Regions from separate parts of the Callithrix jacchus genome. Here region 1 is linked to region 2. The links are chromatin contacts, called in public Hi-C maps. All regions are on one chromosome and are shown on one strand. Each heading gives the region's core, a stretch centred on a gene start, on an enhancer-like site or on the middle of the called end of the contact. The rest is flanking DNA. Distances are from core to core; before and after follow the strand shown. Region 1 has its middle 56 kb from the start of HNRNPA3. Region 2 overlaps NFE2L2 (NFE2 like bZIP transcription factor 2).

The links. A called contact is a pair of places that touch in the nucleus more often than the background predicts.
Region 1: a contact with region 2 is called in a Hi-C map of skeletal muscle, with 8 times the contacts expected there. The contact joins two enhancer-like sites. A contact is called at or near these places in 3 of 3 Hi-C or Micro-C datasets (induced pluripotent stem cells and skeletal muscle).

What each region holds. Positions count from the first base shown.
Region 1 is chr6:52,214,997-52,222,340 of calJac240_pri, reverse strand. No RefSeq gene overlaps it. Among named protein-coding and RNA genes, the nearest start is that of HNRNPA3, 56 kb to the right of the region's middle. Within about 2 kb of position 3,705, at least 13 of the 16 cell types and tissues checked have an H3K27ac peak or open chromatin away from gene starts, as enhancers often do.
Region 2 is chr6:52,040,043-52,047,661 of calJac240_pri, reverse strand. NFE2L2 (NFE2 like bZIP transcription factor 2) reads right to left here. Exons shown (of 6, transcript XM_054257494.2): 2 at 5,561-5,692. Among named protein-coding and RNA genes, the nearest start is that of NFE2L2, 59 kb to the right of the region's middle. Within about 2 kb of position 3,276, at least 5 of the 16 cell types and tissues checked have an H3K27ac peak or open chromatin away from gene starts, as enhancers often do.

The DNA of each region.
Region 1 (7,344 bases), core at 2,456-4,955, 170 kb before region 2:
GCTGTCCGGCCACTGCATTTAGATTAAGAAGTATTAGCTGGGCATGGTGGCGCGTGCCTGTAATCCCAGCTACTCAGGAGGCTGAGGCAGGAGAATTACCTGAACCCAGGAGGTGGAAGTTGCAGTGAGCTGAGATCGCGCCATTGCACTCCAGCCTGGGTAACAAGAGCGAAACTCCGTCTCAAAAAAAAAAAAAAGTTTTCCAAGTCTGGCTTGCTGTGAAACTTTTTCAAATCTAAAGATCATGTAAATGCCCTTGGGCAAACTAGATACAGTGCTGCCATCTCCAATCTCTGCAAGTGCAACATGTAAACCAGCCTCAGCCCAACAGGGCACACTAAGATTATTTTGCAGAAACTGTAATGACACTGAACAGGAGGCTAGCTTAACATCTTGTCCAAGTGAGATTCCCAAGCCTCCTCCGTGATGGCTGCTTGGAGTTCTGTAGGCTAATGAGGGGAACCATCTGTAGTATTTTGCCGGCAGATGTGTCCCCCTCATACTGTGCCAGTGTCTCCTGAGGAGAGGATCTGTCGAGGGCTCCAGCATCACTCTGCAAGGGAAGATCGTGCTATTTCACAAGTGTGTAATCTAGAAGCCAAACAAATATTTAATTATTCACATATACACATTTTAGTACACCTTATCTTTTCAAAAGTGAATATCAGAATGAATGTGTGAGTGTCCTTACTTGTAAGTATGTCATTATGTTGTCACATTCAGAGACATCTACCCACACAAGTAAAAATGATATCCTATGGTTATTTCTTTAACTAAAATTCTATGCACTGTTTAGAACGAAAGAAGGATTTGAATCAAATGAACTAAGTATTTGCCAATATCACTATTTCAAAGTCATCAGAGCAATCGCTAAAGAGAAAAAATATAAATATATTCAGGTATGTTTCCCTTCCTTCCTTCAAATGTGTTCATTTCCCATATAAAGTTACTTTCTAATTTTGTAATATCAAAAAGTGATAAGAAATTAAATTTAAATGATAAATCTTAAAATCTTTATGAGTAAATTTCAAATTAAGATGGAATGACATTTCAAAGCATTTATTTGGTAGCATATGGAAAATTATATAAGGTTTATAGTAGGCATCAAAATTTTTTAAGGCAACCATTAAACAGTCTTAAAGATAGACCTAATCACAAACTCAGCACTTAAAGTAGGTACTTACATAGTACAAAGCTGTTTTAAAAGAGTATAAATTATTTTATTTTGCTGTAATTCTCAAAATGTTATGGCAATTCAACTCTATCACTCATGTGTTTCAATTAATCCACTGTCATTGATAGAGCCTTATTAAAGTTAATTTGCTTTTTCTAAAAAGAAAAGAAAAAAAAAAAACAGTAGTAACATTCCTTTTCAGGTACTGACTTGAAACTCTTATTTAATTGCAGGAGCTCGGCGTCTATATCAAAAGACAAAAGGGACACAGGAGAAAAGGCCAACTGAAGATTTTTTAGATTTTTAAACAGGGCCTTGTTATATATAAAAAGTTATAAGACGATTAAAACCAAGAGGAACATGTCACCATTTTGACTTGGTTGGTAACAAGATTAACTGAATTTTTTATATCAAATATGCAGTTTTTAGTAAAAGTTTAAAATATACTCAAAATAAGTCTGCATAAATTTCACACACCAACACCATGACCAGCTTTTTTACTATGTAATGTCTCACATAGGCAAGATTTTAAATGTTATTTCTCCAACAGCATAGTAATATACATTAGACTGAGGTAAGACTGTGACAATGTCTTCCTTCCCGAAACCTCCTCTTAAATATTAAAGGCCACTGGGCTTCCGCATTTTATTAGCTTTAAAATGGAAATCTAAGTCTGGCTCACATTAGCATACCCAGTGATTGCAGTAGAACCTCTTCTCACTATCACAATCTTAAAAACATGTCAGATGATACATTTTAACTTCTCTTTATTTCAGAAAACAAAAAGCTGCCACTGGAAATATCAGGAAACAGCTACAGAGATTACATAGGGATTTTAGCTTATTTTATTTTTCAAGAAATAATGCAATTTGAAATAGGATTTCTCTCTAGTACAAAAAAACAGGGAAGAAAACTCTTATTTTGGAAGGCAGATGCCTTCCAAAAATATTATTACAAGAGTTTTGGTCAGATTATCCTTACTATCTATAACTGACATAAATATAGATATATGAATGACATTTAAAAAGGAAAGTTCTTTATAACCTTCAGCTTGTTTTCATAATAAATTCCACGGGGAATATTAGTAATAATAATTGATTTTAGCAATAAGTAATAGAGTTATAAACAGCTCCAGCTATTTCGTGAAAGAAATGTCTCAGCTTCAGGTTTTATTTATTAGCATTTGAAGTCCCTCCATAACCCTAGTAAGATCCGTTATGGCTTAATTAAATGAGAAAGATGGCCTGCCAAAGATTCTTTGTTCTTAAAATAAATACTGTATGTTTTCTGCTTTCCTGTAAATCATCACAACCTATTTCTATTTGAGAATAGATAGAGCTCCAAACCTACATCTACTTTATACCTCCCAAATAAAGTCTCTTTTGCCTGGAAATTTTATATTTTTTTCATAGTGTACCATCTACAAATACCGTCTTAAGAGGTTTTTTCTTTACTAACCATTTGAGAGTTATTCATCTCAGAAGTGCACCAGTGAGGAGGTAACAGAGCCTGTTACAGCAGAAATATTTGCTACTTAAAAATGAACACAAATTTACACTTACAACATGTCCTCAGTGCTGTGTTTGTGATGAAGTTCCATAGTTATTACGTGTCCTAAGTATATGTTCAAGCATATCTACAAATGAAAAACAAACGGCTAAAAATTCACTGGCAAGAGATTGAGCTGCTCCATCAACATGGCAGGAATATTTCAAATAAATGATCTCTTCTCAAATCCTTTGGAGAAATGATTGCATTTGTCTGGCCTTTCCTCTCCCTGCCCCTGCCCACCGTTTTTCTCTACTTTCATCTATAATCTCGTCTGCTCCTCTCTGGCCACACTGCAATGATTCCCCCATTATGCTGATGGAAAAAAATGAGGAGGATGAGGGATAAGGGGAGGGGAGAAGACCGACGCCTTCCCGGATTAGAGAGCGACAAGGCGGCTCCCCTCTCCCACCACTAGCTGGCGCCAGAGCCCTAAAGATGCGGTAATATATTGCGTCATCTCTTGCTAATTAACAAAGCTGTTTTCGAACTGATCGTAGTTGTTCGAGGAAAACATGAAATGATTTTGACTGAACATGTAGTAAAGCAGCAGCAGCATCGAGGGTGACATCCCGATGAAAACAACTCCATCTATGCCTTTAAGCTTTTGTCTTTAGAAAAAAAAGAAAGAAATGCATCCTTGAAGAATTCATGGGTTTTTATCTTACCCAAATAAACCAAAGGGAAGTCTTCTTATCCTCTATAAACTATTCACTGTATATATAAAACGGTAAAACTTTCCGGCTATATAATGCTCTGGTAACCTAAATAAAGTGCCTATTTTTATTACGCCTTTAGTCTAAGACAGGAATGCCCGACGCGTCAGGGTCACAGGGAAAGCTACTTAACTGCGTTAGCCCCTAACTCACTTTTACACTCCTTCCTCCCAACTAGTTTCAGCTTTCTTGTTCTGACCACAGACGCTCCAAGCTTTCGCTTTTCTCATCCTATCCTTCCCTCTTGCACAAGCAAACACTGTCCTTCCAGATGCTTCCATGGCTGCAGGATCTGTAGGGAGGAGCCCTCGGCCAGCCAGACAAATGCACAAAACATTGCTCACTTTAGGAAAAGATGGCTCCTGGGCAAACGAACAGGAAACAGTGCGTTTAGTTGGCGACGTAAATTATCATTATGCAAGTAAGACATACTGAGTTTAGTCTGGCTAGAATAAAATCCAAGGTGAAAAATTCAAGCACTGTAGGCGCTGCCATAGAAAACGTTATTTTTCATTTGGGAAAATGTCCTATATATGTAACACACTTTTATCATTAGAAAAATAAAGAACAGTGATTATTTTGACAAAAGAAAGTACATTCAAACTGCAGTGAAATACTATACTTTTTTAAAGAAATACTTTATAGTTTGGCTTGTGAACATGTTAAATGGCTGGGAATACTCATTCAAATCACACGCCCTATTACCCACCCCATGCCCTCATTTCCTCTGGGGACTGCGGAGGCCTGGCACTTGGGAAAAGAAGGAACTGCCTTCTCTGAGCCTTATTCTGGCTTTCATAGGCAGAAGAATGTCAAGCTTTCCTTCCTTCACCCTTACCCTAATTCCTCAAAGGAAAAATGCTAAGCTTTATCTTGGGTGGACTTGCTTTACTCTACACTAAAAATAAGATTGAAACTTCTGTTCTCCCTCTATCAGCCAGATTTCTACATGTGGTTTTTCTAAGTCTACTCCTGAACTGGTTTTCCCTCAGGATATCAGGGAATCATTCATCACCCTTTAATCTCCAAATAAGATCCCAGAAATGAACCAGGACAGAAAGTAGCCTGGACTGCAAACCAATGTTTGTTTTGATGGCTTTTTGGTTTTCTAGTTGAAATCTCTTTTAGAAACTCTTTTGTAATGACAACTGGGTGACTTTGATCTAGGAGAGAACATTGAGAAAGTGAAAATGAAGTTTGAGGGAAGTGTCAAAAATGCTGCATAACAACCAACCAGAAGCTCAAGATGTCTGTGGTGTAACGAAAGGTCAGGTTTAATCCTTCGTTATCAGTCGTAATTTTACTGGGCCCTTTCAAGAGACACCGTGACAGAGAAACTACATTAACCACAATTTGGTATGCCCTAATGTTCATGCTAACTACAGTTATCTTTTGTTACTTACTGGCCTTGACCTATAGATGGACTGCATCAGGTGCTACTGAAACCGCAGATCACTCTCTAAAGCCTAGTGCAGGCCTGAGTCATATGAGGTTTAATTCATATTCCACTCAACATGCCCGTTTTATTTCCAGTGGAAATTGCTCATTTAATTGCACTGTAAGTTTTATGGGGTATGCCCCAGGCTGCGTTCTTTATGCTAGGCATTTCAGTATTTATGGCGTAGCTATACCCAAAACTTCAAACATAAAGTAAAACCAGCAAAATATGCTCTCCTCCAGTTCCATAAATACTTTTCACCAGTTTCATTATTTTTTCCAATGAGATTAAAGGAGTGTGTTAAACCTGTAACACAGACTGTTAGTTGATGTCTCCAGAGCTGCTTTTGTCCTTCATATTCAAATCCAATATAGCCCCTTTTTCCTGCTTCTGAATGAGACTGCAAAGAGCAAGTATGGTCCTTCTGTGTATGGGCTAGCTCTCCAGGAACAATAAAGACTTCCTCTGTTGGTTGTCTATAGAATTTTTATCTGTGAGAATAACATGTAAATGGTTTTGGTGTTTTTTAATGAACTGTTCATGCTTATAGGTCACACCTACACCCACTAAATAAACACTGTGGATTACAGATCGAATGTGTATGTTGCAAAATATAGCTCATTTAAAGAAATAAATATGTCGGCCTTGTACTGCAAATGGCTCCTGTTTTGGGGCAGGAGCAGGCAGACATATGATTTTACCTGTAGCAGATCAAAATGCATTCCCATACTACACAAACGCAGAAAGGACTCTACTATGTTTTACTAAACCTGTGACTGTTTTTAATCAGCTACTGTTATCCATCCCACTATGTGAAATATACAAAAGCATATTTCCAAGAAATTTCAGAGTTTTAGACAAATGCTTCTTGATAAAAGCCATTAGTGGCTTTTTAGACAGCTTAAGTAGAATGGTACAAACAGAAGCCTCATCATAGGGGTTTCAGAAAAGGAAAACAATAAGACAGTAGGTAGAGAACAACTCATTTGTCTATAGATTTGGAAGGTGTCATAGGGTCAAGTGAAGATGTTTGCCAAATAGAAGGAGGTAAGGACATATTTAGAGCCTCTAGGAAAGATGGCTGATCTCAAGGAGTAAGATTTGAATGCAGGAACAAAGCAGAATAGAAAAAGACTTGAGCTGTGTTTTCAAAAGAACAGGGAACAATTCCTAGACTTAGAAGGAGCTAGAGGTGGTAAGCTGACCTTTAGTAATAGAATTCTTAGAGATTTTTGCCTCCAGTGTAGTAGATGTCAGTGATTCAAGGATGACTGAGGATCTTAAGAAAGATGTGGCTTCTTCCTTCCCAGAAAAGCCCCAGGGAGTGATCCCTGCAAATCCTTCAGAGTGTAAGTTGTGCACCCAGTGAAAGCCTTCCTCACAGGACTTAGTTTAAACCTACTTATCACAGCATTGATGTGATCATTCCTGTCTCAAGTAGGATTCAGTGCAGATGCAACTGGCTGAAAACCCAAAATAACAGTGGCTTAGGTAAGATAGAAATTGTAGTCATTATTGAGAGTGTCCACACATTCTGGTTCTCCTGCTTTTAGGGAAAATAGACTACTTGCCTACCTTTTTGGAGGTTAAATATGGTATGTGACTTGGATTAGTCAGCAAAATGGCATGTGTCATTTTCAGGTGCAAGCCTTACCAGTATACGATTCTCTACATTCCCTTCATCTTTGTCAGCAATGGTGAAAGCATTGGTTGACATAGACACTGTCAGCCTTGCTTTCTGAGTAACCACAATTAGAGTCCCCCTGCTGACAGCAATGGACATATGGTGTGATCAAGAATAAACTTGTGCAAGGCTCGGTGGCTCATGCATATAATCACAGCACTTTGGGAGGCCAAGGCAGGTGGATCACGACGAGGTCAAGAGTTCGAGACCAGCCTGACCAACATGGTGAAACCCCGTCTCTACTAAGAATACAAAAATTAGCCAGGTGTGGTGGCATACACCTGTAGTCCCAGCTACTCAGGAGACTGAAGCAGGAGAATCACTTGAACCTGGGAGGCGGAGGTTGCAGTGAACGGAGATTGTGCCATTGCACTCCAGCCTGGGTGATAGAAAGAGACTCCATTTCAAAAAAAAAAGAATAAACTTGTTGTTTTAAGCTGCAGGTTAAATGTTTTTCTCACACAAAAGTCTGAGTGGTGGAGCTAGGACTGACACAATGATTCATGGTTTGAGGGACCCAAGGTCCTCTGTCTTGCTATCCAGCTGTGCATGGCATGCTCATGATCCATGGTTCCAGCACTCAAGCTTTAAGCAGCAGGAAGCAGGAGGCGAAGGGCGTGCTGCCCATCAAGGAAGGCTCCCAGAAGCTCTCTTTTCCACTTGGATGCCTTTGGCCGGAACTTGTTCCCATGGCTGCACCTAAAGTTGCAAGGGAAAGGGAATCGGGGAAGACCAGGTGAGGCCAGCCAAAAATTGTGGGTTATTTGACCACATAAAGGAATCC
Region 2 (7,619 bases), core at 2,027-4,526:
TGGAGAAGGTAATTGGAGATGAAATCAAGAAACTGAGAAGTCAGGTATGTTTCATGGAAATACCTACACAGCTAAAGAATGGTCATTGAGGGCCGGGTGCGGTGGCTCACGCCTGTAATCCCAGCACTTTGGGAGGCCTAGGCGGGTGGATCACAAGGTCAAGAGATTGAGTCCATCCAGGTCAACATGGTGAAACCCCGTCTCTCCTAAAAATACAAAAAATTAGCTGGGCAAGGTGGCGCGTGCCTGTAGTCCCAGCTACTCGGGAGGCTGAGGCAGGAGAATTGCCTGAGCCCAGGAGGCGGAGGTTGCAGTGAGCCGAGATTGCGCCATTGCACTCCAGCCTGGGTAACAAGAGCAAAACTCCATCTCAAAAAAAAAAAAAAGAATGGTCATTGAAGAGGCTGGGTGTATCAGGGAGTTTGCTGATGATGGAATGAGATTCCTGAGGTCACAGAGAAAAAGTTTCAAAGCAAAGGGAATGTAAGAGATGTATAAGAAAAAAACAGTTTTTCATAGTCTCACGTACTCAACCAATACAACACTTCAGTCACCAGAATGTGTGGAGGTTTTCCTCCACCTACAACCAATTCTTCAGGGGACACAATTATCCTATAATTTAACTGAATTCTGACACTGTCTACCTGGAGATAGCATTAGATCCCACAGGCTGAAGGCTCAGTCTCCCCACAGGCTGAAGGCTCAGTCTCACAAGATTGCTTCCAGTCAGATGCCAATTCCAAATAGTAGGTTGTTACCTATACCTCTGACTGACTGGTTATAAATTGAGGGTTCCCATGAGGATTCCGTTCCTTGGGTTCGTTTGTTAGAGCAGCTCACAGAACTCAGGGAAGCACTACTTACATTTACCCATCCATCACGAAGGATGTGATATGGTTTGGATCTGTGTCCCCACCCAAATCTGGCATCGAATTGTAATCCTCAGTGTTGGAGGTGGGGCCTGGTGGGAGGTGATTGGATCATGGGGGTGGATTTCCTCCCTGTGCTGCTCTTGTATAGTGAGTGAGTAGTTGTGAGATCTGGTTGTTTAAAAGTGTGTGGCACCTCCCCACTCTCTGTCTTCCTTCTGCTCTCGCCATTTAAGATGTGTGGGCTTCTTCTCCTTCCACAATAATTGTAAGTCTCCTGAGGCCTCTTCAGAAGCAGAAGCTGTTATGCTTCCTGAACGGCCTGCTGAACTGTGAGCTGATTAAACCTCTTTTCTTTATAAATTACTCAATCCCAGGTATTTATAGCAGTGAGAAGGGACTAATACAGGATGTTACAAAGGATACAGATGAACAGCCAGGTGGAAAAGGTACACAGGGCGAGGGATGGGGGAAGAAGCATGAAGCTTCCCTGCCCTTTCTAGACATTCTGCCCTCCATGTAACTCCACAGATTTAGTAAACTGGAAGCTCTCAGAACCCTGCCCTTTGGGTTTTATAGAGGCTTTATTAGGTAGGCATGATTGTTTACATCATTGGCCATTGATAATCAACTCAACCTTCAGCCCCTCTACCCTCCCTAGAAGTTGGGGGGTAAGGCTGAAAGTCCCAACCCTCTAATCATGCCTTGGTCTTTCCAGTGACCAGCCCCCTCTTGAAACTATTTGGGCCCCCCAGCTACCAATGTCTTATTAGCATACTGAACAGTCTTATCACTCTGGAGATTCCAAAGGTTTTAGGAGCATGTGACAGGAACCAGGGGAAGAGACCAAATATATATTTCTTTTCACAATTTCACAGGGTGGAATGGGAAACTGAGTCTAGAATGAGGATGAGACTTCATAAGAGGGTAGCCCATTGAAAAGACCTCCCTCTTGGACACACATTAAGGATACTGAGGGTTTGAGGGATGGCGGGTTTAGTGGGCTGCACAGATGCAGAATTAGTGGGAGTGGAAGAACATTTAGGTCTCTTATCCTTCAGCTTTGTCCTGGGTGTGTCATACCTCCAAGGCTCCTGAGTCTCTGGAAGGAATGAGCTGAGTATTGATTCCAGGGATAGGTTCAGAGCTGAGGGTTGCTGGCCTGCAGCACTGGACTGGTGTGGTCTTTGAGATGAATGCAGGCCTGTCCCAGCTCCTTCTCTCCCTCATATGCCATGTTATCTCAATGCCTCTCTGCCTGTTCATTTTAGGGCTTGATTTTGTCTCCAAACTTTGGGCCCAGGAAAAAGCATTTGGTATCCTTCGAGCACTAGGAGCTGCGCTGGTGAAGGCAGACAGCCTGACTCATTATAAAGTTAACTAATTTCAACCCACACTAATTATCAAAGGTACTCATTCAAGGAAAGATGTGGTGTTTAGAGTAATCTTGTGGAAAGATTGCTTTCATTAAAAAGAAAAAAGGATAGAGATAGAATTTAAAAATTCTCTAACAGCAAAAATTGATGTTTTCTTAAATAGGAAAGATTCATTTAGTTTTTTGTTTTGGCCTCAGGTTGGTTTATTTATGTACTATATATTTTTATTCCCATGGTGATATTTTTCTTTCTTTCTTTCTTTTTTTCTGTAGTGCAATGACATTATCTTGGCTCACTGCAACCTCCACCTCCTGGGTTCAAGTGATTCTTGTGCCTCAGCCTCCTGTGTAGCTAGGATTACAGGAGCACACCACCATGTCTGCTAACTTTTTGTATTTTTAGTAGAGATGGGGTTTCACCATGTTGTCTAGGCTGGTCTTGAACTCCTGACCTCAAGTGATCTGCCCGCCTTGGCCTCCCAAAGTGCTGAGATTAAAGGGGTGAGCCACCACGCCCAGCCCTATGGTGATCTTTTGTTGTTGCTGTTTAAAAGACGCAGGTCACCTTTCAGCTTCTGTCCAGTTCATTATACATTAACAATTTAGTTTTCTTTAGAACACTCTTGAGCCCTTGAAATGCCATACATCGTAGGGTCTAGCTTTCTTATGTTTTCCCTGTTAGCAGATTTTGTTGAGAACATCTTGCTGGTAGACCCCATTTTATTGTTTAATGATGAGATTCAGTGAATCCCAGAAGAGTAAGGTTTTTTTTTAATCTCTTTTGATAGGGTTTGATGTAAAGTACAAAGGTCTCTCTATGTCTGTTCTACTCCTTTTCTCTTGCATTATTAATTCACCCATAAATTGCATACTTCTAATGAAGTGTTTACCTTCATGCTAACTTCCTAAGCTTCAGTGCAGCATCTGCTGACACAGGTATCATTTTACAGCAGTGTCACAGCATCGGTTGACAAGAGGGTCAGTAAATAGCATTATTATAGATCTTAAATGAATCCAATACTTACAGCAAACCAGGTGGCTTGGAGTTCGGCCCTATCAGATGTGCGGTGTAATGATACAAATGGCCATGCTTACATGACCCTCTGCGTGACTTAGGAACAATGCCTGCATTATCTTTTAGATACAGAAACACAAGTAACATGTGAGAGACACTGTTAAATAGTTCCCTCATTTACCAGTATCAGTGTGTCATCAGTTATTCTTTGTTTTCCCATGTAACTGATTGAATCTATTTGGGAAAAAGTGTCAGCCATCGTATCTTAGATTCTTTTCTTTAAAAAAAAAAAAAGGAAGGGTGAGTTGGGGGAGGGCTGTTGATGGCAGTTTGCTGCTGCTGAGGCCGGCCTGCTGTTTTTCTGGCATTTTTCATCTGTGCTGCCATCTAGCGAGGAGAATGGAAACACACAAAAATAAAGTCCCAAGATGGAGTTTAGGGAAAATGGATACTCTATTTTTATTTGTAGAAAACTGGAAGAAACATCAGTGAGATTTGGGACTATAATTTTATGTTTTTCTCTTCAATCTCTGTGTCTCTCCAAGATCCAAAACAGGACTCGGATATCTGTTTCTTGGTTTTTATGAGGACATTCCAGGCATTGCTGGGAAGCCATTTCCTGGATTCGAACTGACCTCTTCTTACATACCTAAATTTCAGTTGTATAACCTTTCTGGGACCTCTAAATTGTAAGGAAGTGTTCTCACTTTTCTATAGTTAAAACATTGCTGGAAATGCTCACATTCCAAATCCTGTAGGATTTGGAAATGAAATGGCAGCTTTTTGTGAATTAACGAGAGAAAGAAGTCCTTTCAACACTGGGGAGCAGTTTCCTGAAGTCTGTGCCTTCCACAGCATCAACCAGATCTGTGGCATGTTTATAGGTGAAACACTGGTCAAATGAATTTGGGGATTGCAAGGTAAAACAATGTTAAACAGTTATCTTTATAGGCTTTAATTTACCAGTGTGCACTGTGAACTTGTGAGAGAGGAAAATGCTGGGCAAGCTTTCCCTAACTTGTTTGACCTTGAAACCCAGGGTTTTTCATAGACCTGGTGGTGTGTGGTGCTTCCATCCCGAGCTGTTACGACAGGGGAAGAACGTTGGCCTGCTGCATGCACACCATGCACAAACACCAGTCCTCCCTGACCCCATCCTATTCCTTCTCTTTGTGTCTCAATATTTTTGAAGTTTTGTTTTGGTTTGAGTAGAGACGGGAATTTATCTACTTTTTGTCTCTAGCAATATTGTAACAGGGGTTGGATCTGGTTGATACTTGCTACTCTCAGGTAAAACAAAGTAAGTTTACCTACAACATATGCCACATTTTCTCTCTCGGCTTACATGTCAAACAGCACAGAGTAAGACATTTTTTTTACTCAGCACACATTTAGTGTGCTCTAATTCTGTGTAAGGTATCACTGGGAGGGGAGAACAGAGTGAAATAAAACATGATCCTTGTCTTTGTCAAATCATTAAATAGATGGAGTGATAAGTTTACACACAGATTACTACCAGATCCCTTACACAGATAAATAATGGTTATACTAGATTTATTCATCCAAACGGAAATAATACGGCTTAGTTTCTATGGAGCAAGGCCTTGGAAACTATCCATGGAAAAAGAAACTAATAGCCTTACAGAATAGAGATAGTACATCTATATATTTACTATAGTAAATATTTAGTACATAAATTACAACAGAAACTGTTGTAATAGCATCCATTGTTAGAGCATTTCGCCTTATTTAGAAAAAAGAAAAAGTCAATAGCAAAGAATATCTGTCTATATTAATTCTGGAAAGTGACATTCTTTATGAAACTAAGTGAACAATATTAATAATGCTTCTCTTTTGATAATTTTTGTGCATTTTAGGAGATGGACCATATAATTCATATTTTTGACCCCAAAAGTAATGTCTCTGTTTAGATATTAATAAGGATATGATCCCTTACACAGGATACATATTATTTCCATTTCATGAAAGCAACAGGGGCTCAGAGAATTAATTTGTTTAATAGCTCATAAAGGGCAGGCTTGGAATTCAAATCCAGTTCTGTTTGGCCCCAAATTGTTATTTTTGTTTCCCTTTTGTGGGGCAGAGTAATTTTAGAAAATGTTTGCATACTCTCTGATTTCTATAGCCTAACAATGTGATGCCAAAGAAAATGGGAAAAACAGCTTTCCTGAGCTTTAGAGAATTACACATACGCAAATAGGAGACTGTGAGCTTCGGAGAGCAGATACCTCAGGGCCATATCTGTTCTCTGCCACAATAAGCCCAGTGCTTAGCACATACCTGGCATGTAGATCCTCAATAAAGATTTGCTCAATGAGGCACATATGAACAATCGTGTTTGGGATTAGGTGCTGGGCGCTCATAAAAACTTTCAATATCTTGTATTTTTTGCAAGATAGTTCAGTTTTGAATCTGCAAAGGAGAAAGAAGATAAAGGTTAATGCAGGCCATTTGAAAATATGTCTTCCCTCCTCATCAAATGGTCTGAATCTATCAAGGGCAATTTTCACATTTGTGATTGTACTTTCCAGTTAAATCTCAATCATTAATTAATCATATTGTGAGTCAATTTGTGGATGATTGAGAACCTTCCCCTGAAGAGTTGCTTGGTCATCCCTCAACAAATTTTCATTCCCTGAAAATGGCTAAAAAAAATTGGGTTTAAAGTAAAACTGTATTTGAAGGCAAAGACTAAATCTTTATATCTGTATTCCTAGAACCTTGCTTTATAATAAGTGCACAATATATTTTAAAAAGAAAAGGAAGAAAAAAGAAACAAAGGGTAGCGAAAAGGAAGACAAATGAGAGAGTTAGGAATCTTGGATTTTAGCTTTGGGTTGACAGTGTGAACTTGGACCAGTTATTTCTCATATTGTTTCTCAGTTTCCTTTTTGGAAGCCAGAGGTGTTGACCTGGTTGACCACAGAGGCACCTCTCAGATTCTAACTGCCTGTAGAAGAGAGTGGGATCATTTCTGGTATAAACATGTCTACACTTCTTTGTGTCCACAAGGGGACACTGTCATACTAGTGCAGTGACCTCCATCTTCCAATTTATTCCATTCTATTGACTGAGTTTTTTCCTGTTTTAGTCAGCTGGAAAATGTTCTTTAACTTTCAGAGTTTTAATTTACATTACAAAGTATGAGATTTAATTTGATAAGGAAATCTGGATAAACCCAGGAAGAATGTAGTTCAATAATTTATATTGCTTAAAAGAGAAATTAGAATCATAGAGCTATTTGCGTAGTTAGGTTTTAAGATGTTAAGATTTTCTGTGGTTCAAAAGGGGAGGCTTTTAAATTCTTTTAAAGGAAAATAAAATGAAAAGAATTCTAATTACCAGAGTAACAAAAACATAAACTTAAGAAGCATGTCAAATTTATGTGAAGACAACTATAAAATTGCCAAGGCTTAAATAGAGATATACTATGTTCTTGGATAAGAAGACTTGGCATTTAAAAAATTTTAAATTATTCCCCAAATATATTCAGAAATATAATACAATTCCAATGGAAATGCCAATGGAATATTTTTTGGAAACTTTACAAAAGAGTTCTGAAATTCATGGAGAAAAATTAAACTGAAAAGGGTCAAGAAAAAAAGACAACCATTTAAGAAGAAAGAGGATTTGCACTGCCAGATTGTTTAAAAAAGATAAAACAGCTGAAATTAAAACAGTAGCATAATGGCAGCAAGACAAACAAACAAACCAGTGAAACAGATAGTGAGTCCAGAAACAAACCCAGGCATTGTGTCCTGGATGCATTTGTATGTCTGGGGTTTGTGTGCTTTGGTACTTTGGCATCTCAACACTTTTCCTGATACAGAAACTGAAAAAAGGCAGATCTTTCCTCTTCTAGACAGCAAAGACATCGGCACATAACTGAAGTTTGTCCAGTGGGATTCTGTCAATGAATCCAGAGTGACGCAAAGATGCAGAGACCATCAAGCTATTTGCTGAGACAGTGATGATGTCAGTAATTCAGAAGAGAATGGTGGTGGAATTGTCCTTCGTTTCTATTTAGGCTCTTACTCTAACAGTTCTTCACCAGGTTCTGGAAGCATTCTATTCCGACTATTCCTATAGTGGTACTTGGCTGATCCATCTGTTGCCATCCTCCTTTGGCTCCTGTCTGATTCCTAAGCCTGATTTTTAAGTTTCCCATAGAATTTTGTATATAGATACTGTTATTCTTTCAATAAATTCCATTCTATTTAATCTACCTAGATTTGGTTACTAATGCTTGCAACTAGGAATCCTGACTTGTACAGAAACTGGTAATGGGGATTCAGTTACAAACAACAGACTTTCAGGGACATCAGGAGAATCTGGGTAC